2 separate regions of the Callithrix jacchus genome follow, and region 2 is linked to region 1. A link is a contact called in public Hi-C data. All regions are on one chromosome and are shown on one strand. Each heading gives the region's core, a stretch centred on a gene start, on an enhancer-like site or on the middle of the called end of the contact. The rest is flanking DNA. Distances are from core to core; before and after follow the strand shown. Region 1 has its middle 15 kb from the start of CIBAR2. Region 2 holds the start of GSE1 (Gse1 coiled-coil protein).

Region 1 (4,352 bases), core at 950-3,449:
CTTTAAAGATGATCCTACTGTTTGCAATTCCATTGCACTTAGGTTCTCCCTAGGCAAAGCACAGTGAGGTTTGCCAGCCCGTGGGAGGCCGAGGTTGCAGCCTCCAGGCTCTGGCCAGAGTCACGTCTCTTCTGCACACCAGGAAAATCAGAAGAACCTGGAAGGGTGAAGGGGCTCCACAAGGAGTAAAGTCCCCACCCAGCTGTCCCTTACAGAGCTACCTGGACTGAAAAACAGAGGGTGAAAAAAAAACCCTACCTGGAGAGGGGCAGGGCTGCTCTAAAACACACATTGATCCAGCACCTGCTGTATGCAGGGGACAGCGTGGTGGTAAAAGCAGCCTCTTATCGATGCCGGCCCTGGATTAGGGGTCGCTGCCTCTGGACCTCAGTGTCCACATCTAAAAAATGGGGACAGGGAGAGAGGCCCCTGGTAAGGTTGCTGTGGGGACTGAGATAAAGCAGCAGAAACCCCCTGTGGGTTTCTGCAGCCAGAGGCCTGGGTTCAAATCCTGCCTCTGGGTGGCTGTGGTGGCTCATGCCTGTACTCCCAGCTTTGAGAGGCTGAGTCAGGAGGATCACTTGAGACCAGGACTTTAAGACCAGCGTCGACAATGTAGTGAGACCTCATAGTGCTAAAAAGAAAATCAGTTGTTTTAATTAGCAGGGCACAGTGGCACGCACCTGTAGTCCCAGTTACTCCAGAAGCCGAGAGGGACACTGGAGCCCAGGAGGCCAAGACTGCAGTGAGCTGTGGCTGTGTCACTACACCCCAGCCTGCATGACAGAGAGAGAGCGAGTCTCAAAACAAATCCTGCCTGCTCCTCCCGTGTGACCTCGGCCTGCAACTGACCCTCGCAGCGTCTCCGCTTCCTCGCCTGGAAACTGGGGTGGCAACAGTGGTTACCTCACACTATTGTCGTGAGGGTTAAAGGTGTTTGTTTGCACGGGGAGAGGGAGGGGGGGTCACAGTGACTCACGCCTGTAATGTCAGCACTTTGGGAGGCCAAGGGGGGTGGATCACCAGGTCAGGAGATCACCACCATCCTGGCTAACACAGTGAATCCCTGTCTCTACTAAAAATAGAAAAAATTAGCCCAGCATGGTGGCACGCACCTGTAGTTCCAGCTACTCAGGAGGCTGAGGTAGGAAAAGTGCCTGAACCCAGCAGGCAGAGACTGCAGTGAGCTGAGATCTCGCCACTGCACTCCAGCCTGGGTAACAGAGTGAGACTCTGTCAAAAAAAAAAAAAAAAAAAAAGCATTTGTTTATAATTTGGTCACAGGGCCGGGAGCTGTGGCTCACACCTGTAATCCCAGCACTTTGAGAGGCCGAGGCGGGTGGATCATGAGGTCGGGAGTTTGAGACCAGCCTGACCAACACAGTGAAACCGATCTCTACTAAAAATACAAAAATTAGCCAGGCACGGTGGCACACGCCTGTAGTCCCAGCTACTTGGGAGACTGAGGCAGGAGAATCGCTTGAACCCAGGAGGTGGAGGTTGTGGCGAGCTGAGATTGTGCCACTGTACTCCAGCCTGGGCAGCAGAACAATACTCCATTTCAAAAAATAAAAATAACGAGTGTGTTAAACAGTACATATATCTCTTATGTAGTTTTTTTGTAGATCTGTTGTTTCATAACCTAAGAATTGCCTGCGGCGGTAGAGAAGGGGCATTACACACACAACCCCTTAGCACAGTCCCGGCAGACAGGCCATCATCAGGAAACGTGCTGCTGCTGTTATTATCCTGGAGGTGAGCGGAGCCATGGAGCCTCTTGGAATGAGAGTCACATTGAGCAAAGTTCTATTTTAAGCGTGTTAGAAGTAAAGATGTAAGAGCTGAGACCACCAGCTCATGAGCTACCTGTGTGTGTGTGAGGAAAAGACGTCCCCCGCTGGGCAGACAGAGCCCTGTGCCGGGGCACATGGCTGATTGGATGGAGCCAAGCACCCTTGCAGTGAACAACCTGCCCAACAGTACCTGGCAGCTTTGGCCAAGAGGACATAATGGAGTAGTTGTTCATTGGCGCCTTTGCCACCAAATCTCTTTGCCTCTCTTGCTCAGTGTCCCCCCGCCCCTCCCCGCCCCCCCCGTCCCCCCCACCCCTCGCCGCGCCCCGCATAGAACAGGCAGCCCTGAGCCTGGAAGCCCACGCAGCAGATGGAAAGGCTCCCAGCTGGCCCCGGGACGGGCATGTGTGTGGGTGGGTGGAAGGGGGTGGGTGGAACGATTTCCTGTGCCCCATCCCAGCTCACTGGCTCTCTGACCACATTTTTCCAGCTCGCTTTTTTTCCTTATAATTCGCTCACACATCTTACAATCTGGATTGTTTTTTGTGAATGGAATGTAACCTGAGCGCTGGGGAGGAAAATCCCGGTGAAGCCGCGCAGATGGAGAAGGCGCCCCTCTCTGTGTGAAAGGGGAGCCGGGGCAGGCACTGTGGGTTCCCTGGTGGCCAGGGCAGCCAGCAAGACGGCAAGATGGACAGGGCCAGGTGGGAAAGGTCACGGCGCCCTGCAAGGCCGAAGAAGCAGGCGAGGCTGGGACTCCCCCACCCCCTGCCGCCCAGCAGCTCCTCCAGCGTTTGCTGAGCAGGCCACCCAGGGAGAATGTGACCCCGCTGGGATGCGGCACTGGCGGCTGTGACCTCTCCTAGGAGGAGTCTGGTGACTTCCAGCAGTGGATCTGAAGTCAGTGCCCAGCACCCGGCACTAAGTAGCACTCCTTCACCAATTCGTTTGTTCATTAATTTGTTCAAAAATATTTGTTGAGTGCCATGTGCCAGGCACTGCGCCAGCTCCGGGAACTGCTGTGAAGGAGACAGCTGAGCCCCTGCACTCGAGGATGGTGAGGAAAAGCAACCAGCACACGCCTCTGAACCCGACGGGCGTCAGGGATTCCTTCATGAGCTGAGCACTTTGCATGTGTTACGCCAGTTCATCCACAAGCCACTCTAGAAGTGATGTTGTCACTGCCCATTTGACATACGGGAAAAATCAAGGCCCAGAGAGAATCAGTAACTGGCACCAGAACAGAGTCAGGAAGGCGAGACCTGGTCCTGCCGACCCCTGGCCTGAGGGTCTAAGCACTGTGCCTCCCACAGCTGAGCCCCAGCCTTGGACGGGTCCTGGGCTCCTGGGGCTCCCTGGGCTGGGAGGTCTGGGGCGGTAGAGGCTTCCGGGCCCTTCCCAGGGGCAAGGCAGACCTTGCTTTCCTGAAGACCTGGAGCCTGCCAGGGTTGCCCCTGACGCAGGCAGGGAGAGTGTGAATTTGAGGGACTCAAAAAGCTTCCCAAGGCTCCTGCCTTCAGGGCTGAGGATAATAACTCCCTCACCAAAGAGTGAGTGTGAGGAGTAAACAAGGTTCAGTTTAGGCAAAGCGCTCAGCATGCTTTCTGGCACGTAGTAGGTGTTCAACAAATGCTGCTTGCACAGTGAACAACCTGCCCAACAGTACCTGGCAGTAACCTTCCTAGTTTCTTTCATTATAAGGTGATACAATTGAACTGAGAGGTCCAGCAAGGGCTGGCGTTGAGGCCAGATGGATTTGGGTGGTGCTGAGAACTCTCGAGAGAAGCCAGAAGGTGGCTGTTTCAGACCCCGCCTGCCGCTTTCAACACACCTGTCCTTTCTGAGCACTCCCTGTGTGCCAGCACTTTCCCGGGGCAGCGCAGAGCCATAGAAATAGTCCTCAGCAAGAAGACCTTGAAGAAGGCGCCATGGTCACTGCCTTCAAAAGCCTGGAAACCTTCAAAGGAGCTAACACCGTATATGCCTTCCTGGATTTCTGAGCCGAGAGCGCCCGCATGGATGGAAAGCTTCTGGCCCTGGCCCTTTTCCCTGCTTAAAAAAATGTAGGTATAATCCATATGCCAGAGAGTTAGCAATTTTAGGCCGGGCTCGGTGGCTCAGGCCTGTAATCCCTGCACTTTGGGAGGCTGAGACGGGTGGATCACAAGGTCAAGAGATGGAGATCAGCCTGGCCAACATAGTGAAACCCGTCTCTACTAAAAATACAAAAATGAGCTGGGCGTGGTGGCAGGCGCCTGTAGTCCCAGCTACTCGGGAGGCTGAGACAGGAGAATCGCTTGAACCCGGGAGGTAGAGGTTGCAGTGAGCCGAGATCACACCACTTCACTCCAGCCTGGAGACAGAGCAAGACTCCATCTAAAAAAAAAAAAAATTAGGCTGGGTGCAGTAGCTCACGCCTGTGATCCCAGCACTTTGGGAGGCTGAGGTGGGTGCTGACGAGGTCAGGAGTTCAAGACCAGACCGGCCAACATGGCGAAACCCTGTCTCTATTAAAAAAAAAAATACACAAATTAGCTGGGTGTGGCGGCTCATGCCTAT
Region 2 (4,352 bases), core at 969-3,468, 48 kb before region 1:
GGCGGGTACACAGTGAGGAAGGGGAAGAAGGGCTCCTTCTCGCCCAAGCGGCTGGCGGGGTTCACATTGAGCTGGAACTCCTTCCCGGGGCCCAGTTCAGCCCCACAGATGTAGCAGATGGACACGGGGCCGCCCTGGGCTGATGCAGGCAGCTCGGAGAGGGTAGGGTCAGAGGCGGAGAAGGCCTGGTGGTATCTGCCCAGGAAGCCCTGCACGGAGGTGATGAGCTCCTCCTTCTGGCAGGCCCGGTACAGGGCCCAGACGTCCTCCAGGACGCTGAAGCACTTGGGGCAGCTGCGGACCTCGCAGCGCTTGTTGGGGCCCTGGGCGTTGGGCGGGCAGGGCAGGAGGCTGAGGAAAGGGAAATGCATGGCGCTCCTGGCATTGCCGTTGAGGATCCTGGAGGGCACCGCCCGGGCATCCGGGGTACAGTCCTCCCCGCAGAGGTAGCAGGCCTCTCGCAGGGCCCCAGGGGGCAGGCCCTCTTCCCTGGGGAGTCTCCTGCCCTTGGAGGCCATGCCGGGGGCGTGGCTGTCCAGGGGCACCACGTAGAGTCGCTGCAGGACCGGCACGTTGGCCAGCTCGAAGCTCTGCCACTGCTGCGTGAGGGAGGAGAAGCAGCTGGCGCACACTAGGGTGCTGCCGCCCTCGCTGATGGGCTGTGCCCCTGGGGGCGGGCTGTGCAGCCACAGGAAGGGGAAGAACGGGGCCTGCGCCAGCTTCTCCTGCTTCTGCACGTGGACCTGGTGGTGCGAGGCCGGGGACAGCGGGGACCCGCAGATGTAGCAGCAAAGGCCCTCTGGTGGTGCCGCCCGGCTGTCCGGGAGGACCCGGGGGCCACGGCCACTGTTCTCCTTCTCTTTGGGGTTGCAGGAGCCTTGGAAAGGCGACTCCTTGTGATCCTCTTCCCCGCTGGTGATGTTGATGTCACTGTCCTCGGACGTGCAGAAGCCCCGAAGGGTGTCCCCCAGAGGCCTGCTCTCCAGAGGCTTGGTGGCCCTGCCGGAGGGGGGCCCTTTCATGCCGTCTGCAGGGGCCTGTTGGACAGGAAGGCCCTGCCAAGGATCCTGAATGCCCCTCAGAACGCTGGCCCGGGCCTCGGGAACCCAGTGCCTCCCAACCGCCTTCCGCCGGCGCCTAACCCCGGCCTTGGGCTCTCCATCCGCGTGGACCTTCACAGGGAGTCCCTCCTCCTCCACGCGCCCCTGCACCGGGGCCTGTGCGCCCGGTCCCGGAGGGTGTCCTGGAGCCGATCTCCACTCCTGGCCGCGCCCCCCGCGAGGCCCTGGCCCCGGGAGGACCCGCGGCGCCGGCGCCCTGTCCTGGTGGGGGCTGGCGGCGTCGCGCGCGGGCGGGTCGGGCTCGGAAAGGGGGTCGGTGTCCGACAGCTCCGACAGGTCGGAGTCTCGCGTCCCCTCAGCTGCCCCGCGGAGCCGGGGGCCGCCACCGTCGTCGTCGTCGTCGTCGCCCGCGGCGCTGCCCAGCGCGTAGGCGACGTTCCACTCGCGGGGGGCCCCGGCGCCGCCGCGGCGGCCGCCCGCGCCCGCGTCGCACTGGTGGGGCCGCTTGAGCCAATACATGCGCTTGTCCACAGGCGTGCGGGCGCGCTCGAAGGCGGCCCACTGCTCGCCCAGGAAGCAGCGGCACACGGCGCACACCAGCACGCAGCCGTCCGCCGGGGACAGCTCGCGCGCGCCGGGCGCCGGCTCCTGCTGCTGCAGAAACGGGAAGAAGGGCTGCGCCGGGGCCCCCGCGCCCGCCGCCGGCTGCTTCACCTGCAGCTTCAGCTCCTTGCCGCGCCCGATGCCGCCGCCGCAGATGAAGCAGGAGAGTGGCGCGCCGCCCGCCGCCCGCTCGCCCACGGCTGCCATGAGCCGCTGCTTGCGGGAGACCGGGGCCGGCCGCCCGCTCATGGCCGCGCCGCGCCGCCCGCCCGGGTCCCCGCGCGCCCCGGGCCGCCCTCAGCGCCCGCCCGCACCGCCGCCGCCGCGCCCAACTTGGAGCATGTGTGCGCGCCGCAAAGTTTGGCGGCGGGCGGCCGGCGCGGGCGCGGACGCACGGCCGCTCGCAGCGGCGCCCCCCGGGGCCTGCCGAGCCCCCGGCGGCGGCGCGGGCCGAGGCGGCGCCGCGGCGAGCGCGCCCGGAACGCGGCGGCGGCGGCGGCGGTGGCGGCGGCGGGGCCCAGGCGGCTGGAGCGGCAGCCGCATGTGCGAGCTCCGGCGCCTGCCAAGGCGTGGGGTCATTTAATTGGGGAGGAGGGGGCGGGGCGGCGGCGGGCGGGAGGGGCGGGGAGGGGCGGAGAGCGGGCGCGCGGCGGGCGGGGGAATCCCTCCCCGCGCGCTCCCTCCCCCGCCCTCCTCCTCCCCGCCTCCCTCCCGCCCGCCGCCGCCTCCCCCCGCGTCCCAAACTGCGCACAATAGCGGCCGGCTCCTCTATCTATTTTGTGTCCAGCCGGAGCGGCGCGCGATGATTCATTGCCCCAATTAGGGGCTCTCTCCAGCGCGCCAGGCTGAAGCCGTCTGAAGGGTCTCCTGGGGGACCCGCCGAAACCCATCAGCGGCTAGAGCTGGTCTTTAAGTAAAGGTCAAGCAGGACGCGGGAGGAGCCAGGTAAGGACGCGGTGGGCGCCCTTGGAGACAGAGGAACCCCCCGCCCCAGGGCCGCGGTAAGGGCAGCCCAAACCCAGATGCAGGCACCCTGCCGGGGTTCGCTCAGGGCGGTCCTGCCCCCTCTAAAGGGGTAACCAAGCGAGAAGCCCTTTTCAGTCCCTAACAGGCCTGGGTTGGGGACACCATTCTGGGCCCCATGTTCTAATTATGGAGAGAGCGAAGAGGAGTCGTCCCAGTCTCCCTGGACCCACTAGTGAATGCAGCATCCAGCAGACAGTCTGGGGCCTGCTCTGCCCCGTCCCCACCGCCGCCAGGGGTCACTGGGCCACCAGCAGAGGTAGAAAAGTCCTGTGTGTCCCAAGTCCAGTGACCCAACCTCTCTGGGCCCTGGCAGCAGGGGATTAACTGTTTCCGTGTCTTTATTGTACACGTGTAGAGATCCGTTGTATCTAACAGGCAGGCTGTTGTAAATGCTTCTGCACTTCACTCAATTGCTCCTCCCAGTAACTACAGGTTAAGGGTGGTGATCAGCCTCATTTCACAGACAGCAAAGAAGTGGCATTGACTGCGAAGTTATGCATCCAAAGGGGGCCAAGCGGGGCTCAGACCCAGGCCGTCCGGCTCCAGGCCCTGCTCTTGACCACCGGGGTGAGTAGCTGTGCGAGGCAAATGTCTGGTCCATGTCACCAGTCTGCTGATGGGGACTGTCCATGGCAGGACAAGGCCAGGATCCTGGGTCCTCCCAGATGATCTGGCTCAGGCCCTGGTTCAGTGCAGGCATCACCAGACCTCTCATTTCCCATCTGTGAAATGGCATCTTTTCCAGCTTCAAAATTCTACGAGTCTCTGACTTCTGGGCAGTTTACAGCTTCCTCACACCATTCTCAGCCCGGGGACAAAGGTGCCCGGTGGTCCCCTCCACCCACTGGGACGCTGAAATGTAAGTAAAACTGGGCTTCCTCTTGGCAAGGAAGAGAGCCATGCATTATAAATAAACGCAAGAAGGCCTCAGCGCCGCCCGCGCCGCTCTTCGGAATCCCTGGGGGATATTCCAGGGCTCAGGGTCCAAGGGTTAACAGGAAATCGTCATTGCCAGAGATGGGGGACTTTGGGCCTTCACCCTGGCCCAGAGGAATGCTGTGTCAGCAAAACTGTCCCGAAGGAATGTTGGGGGTGGGGCAGGGGCTTCTTGGCGCCTGGCACTTTTAATACCTGGAGAGAGGAGGGGGGCTGATTAGGAAAAGTTGGAAGGGCAATGCCTGTTGAATTGCATCCTTGCCGAGTTAGAGAGGCTGTTAGGTCCCACACAGACCAAGAGGCTGCTGGTCAGACACTGCCCGGCCTGGGACATCGGGTCCGCTGGTGAGTTAAATGTGGGTTCCTCAGGGCTGCTTCAAATTCGTTTCGGGCTCATCTTTGTGGCCGTGGCCCCGGTGTCACCCTCAGGCCTCCCTTTCTTCTCCTCTACAGCAGGTGCTGTGCCACACTTCGCCATCCCCCAGAATCCTGATTTTATTGATTTTTTCTGTCCACTGCTCCTGTCTGCCCCTTCCCCACCCCCCAGAATCCTAGGTGCTCCCTCCTGAGGGCAGGATCCTGTCTTGCTCACTGGAGATCTGGGGCCGGGCTCAGTGCCTGAGTCCCACACACCTGGGTCTCAGTCCTGTTTCTTCCCTTGCCAGCTGTGTGAGCCTTGGGCAGACTTCTTACCACATGACCTCTCGGTTTTCTGCTCTGCACAAT

What was found. A called contact is a pair of places that touch in the nucleus more often than the background predicts.
Region 2: a contact with region 1 is called in a Hi-C map of induced pluripotent stem cells, with 1.6 times the contacts expected there. The contact joins the promoter of GSE1 here to the enhancer-like site in region 1. A contact is called at or near these places in 2 of 3 Hi-C or Micro-C datasets (induced pluripotent stem cells and skeletal muscle).

What each region holds. Positions count from the first base shown.
Region 1 is chr20:42,792,753-42,797,104 of calJac240_pri, reverse strand. No RefSeq gene overlaps it. Among named protein-coding and RNA genes, the nearest start is that of CIBAR2, 15 kb to the right of the region's middle. Within about 2 kb of position 2,199, at least 4 of the 16 cell types and tissues checked have an H3K27ac peak or open chromatin away from gene starts, as enhancers often do. A contact at or near this core is called in skeletal muscle, where this site is marked.
Region 2 is chr20:42,840,312-42,844,663 of calJac240_pri, reverse strand. GSE1 (Gse1 coiled-coil protein) reads right to left here and starts at 2,218. Exons shown (of 16, transcript XM_078357911.1): 1 at 1-2,218. The coding sequence starts at 1,913. It overlaps LOC103789540 (a long non-coding RNA gene), which reads left to right and starts at 2,444. Exons shown (of 4, transcript XR_013530243.1): 1 at 2,444-2,609; 2 at 3,154-3,257; 3 at 3,436-3,549.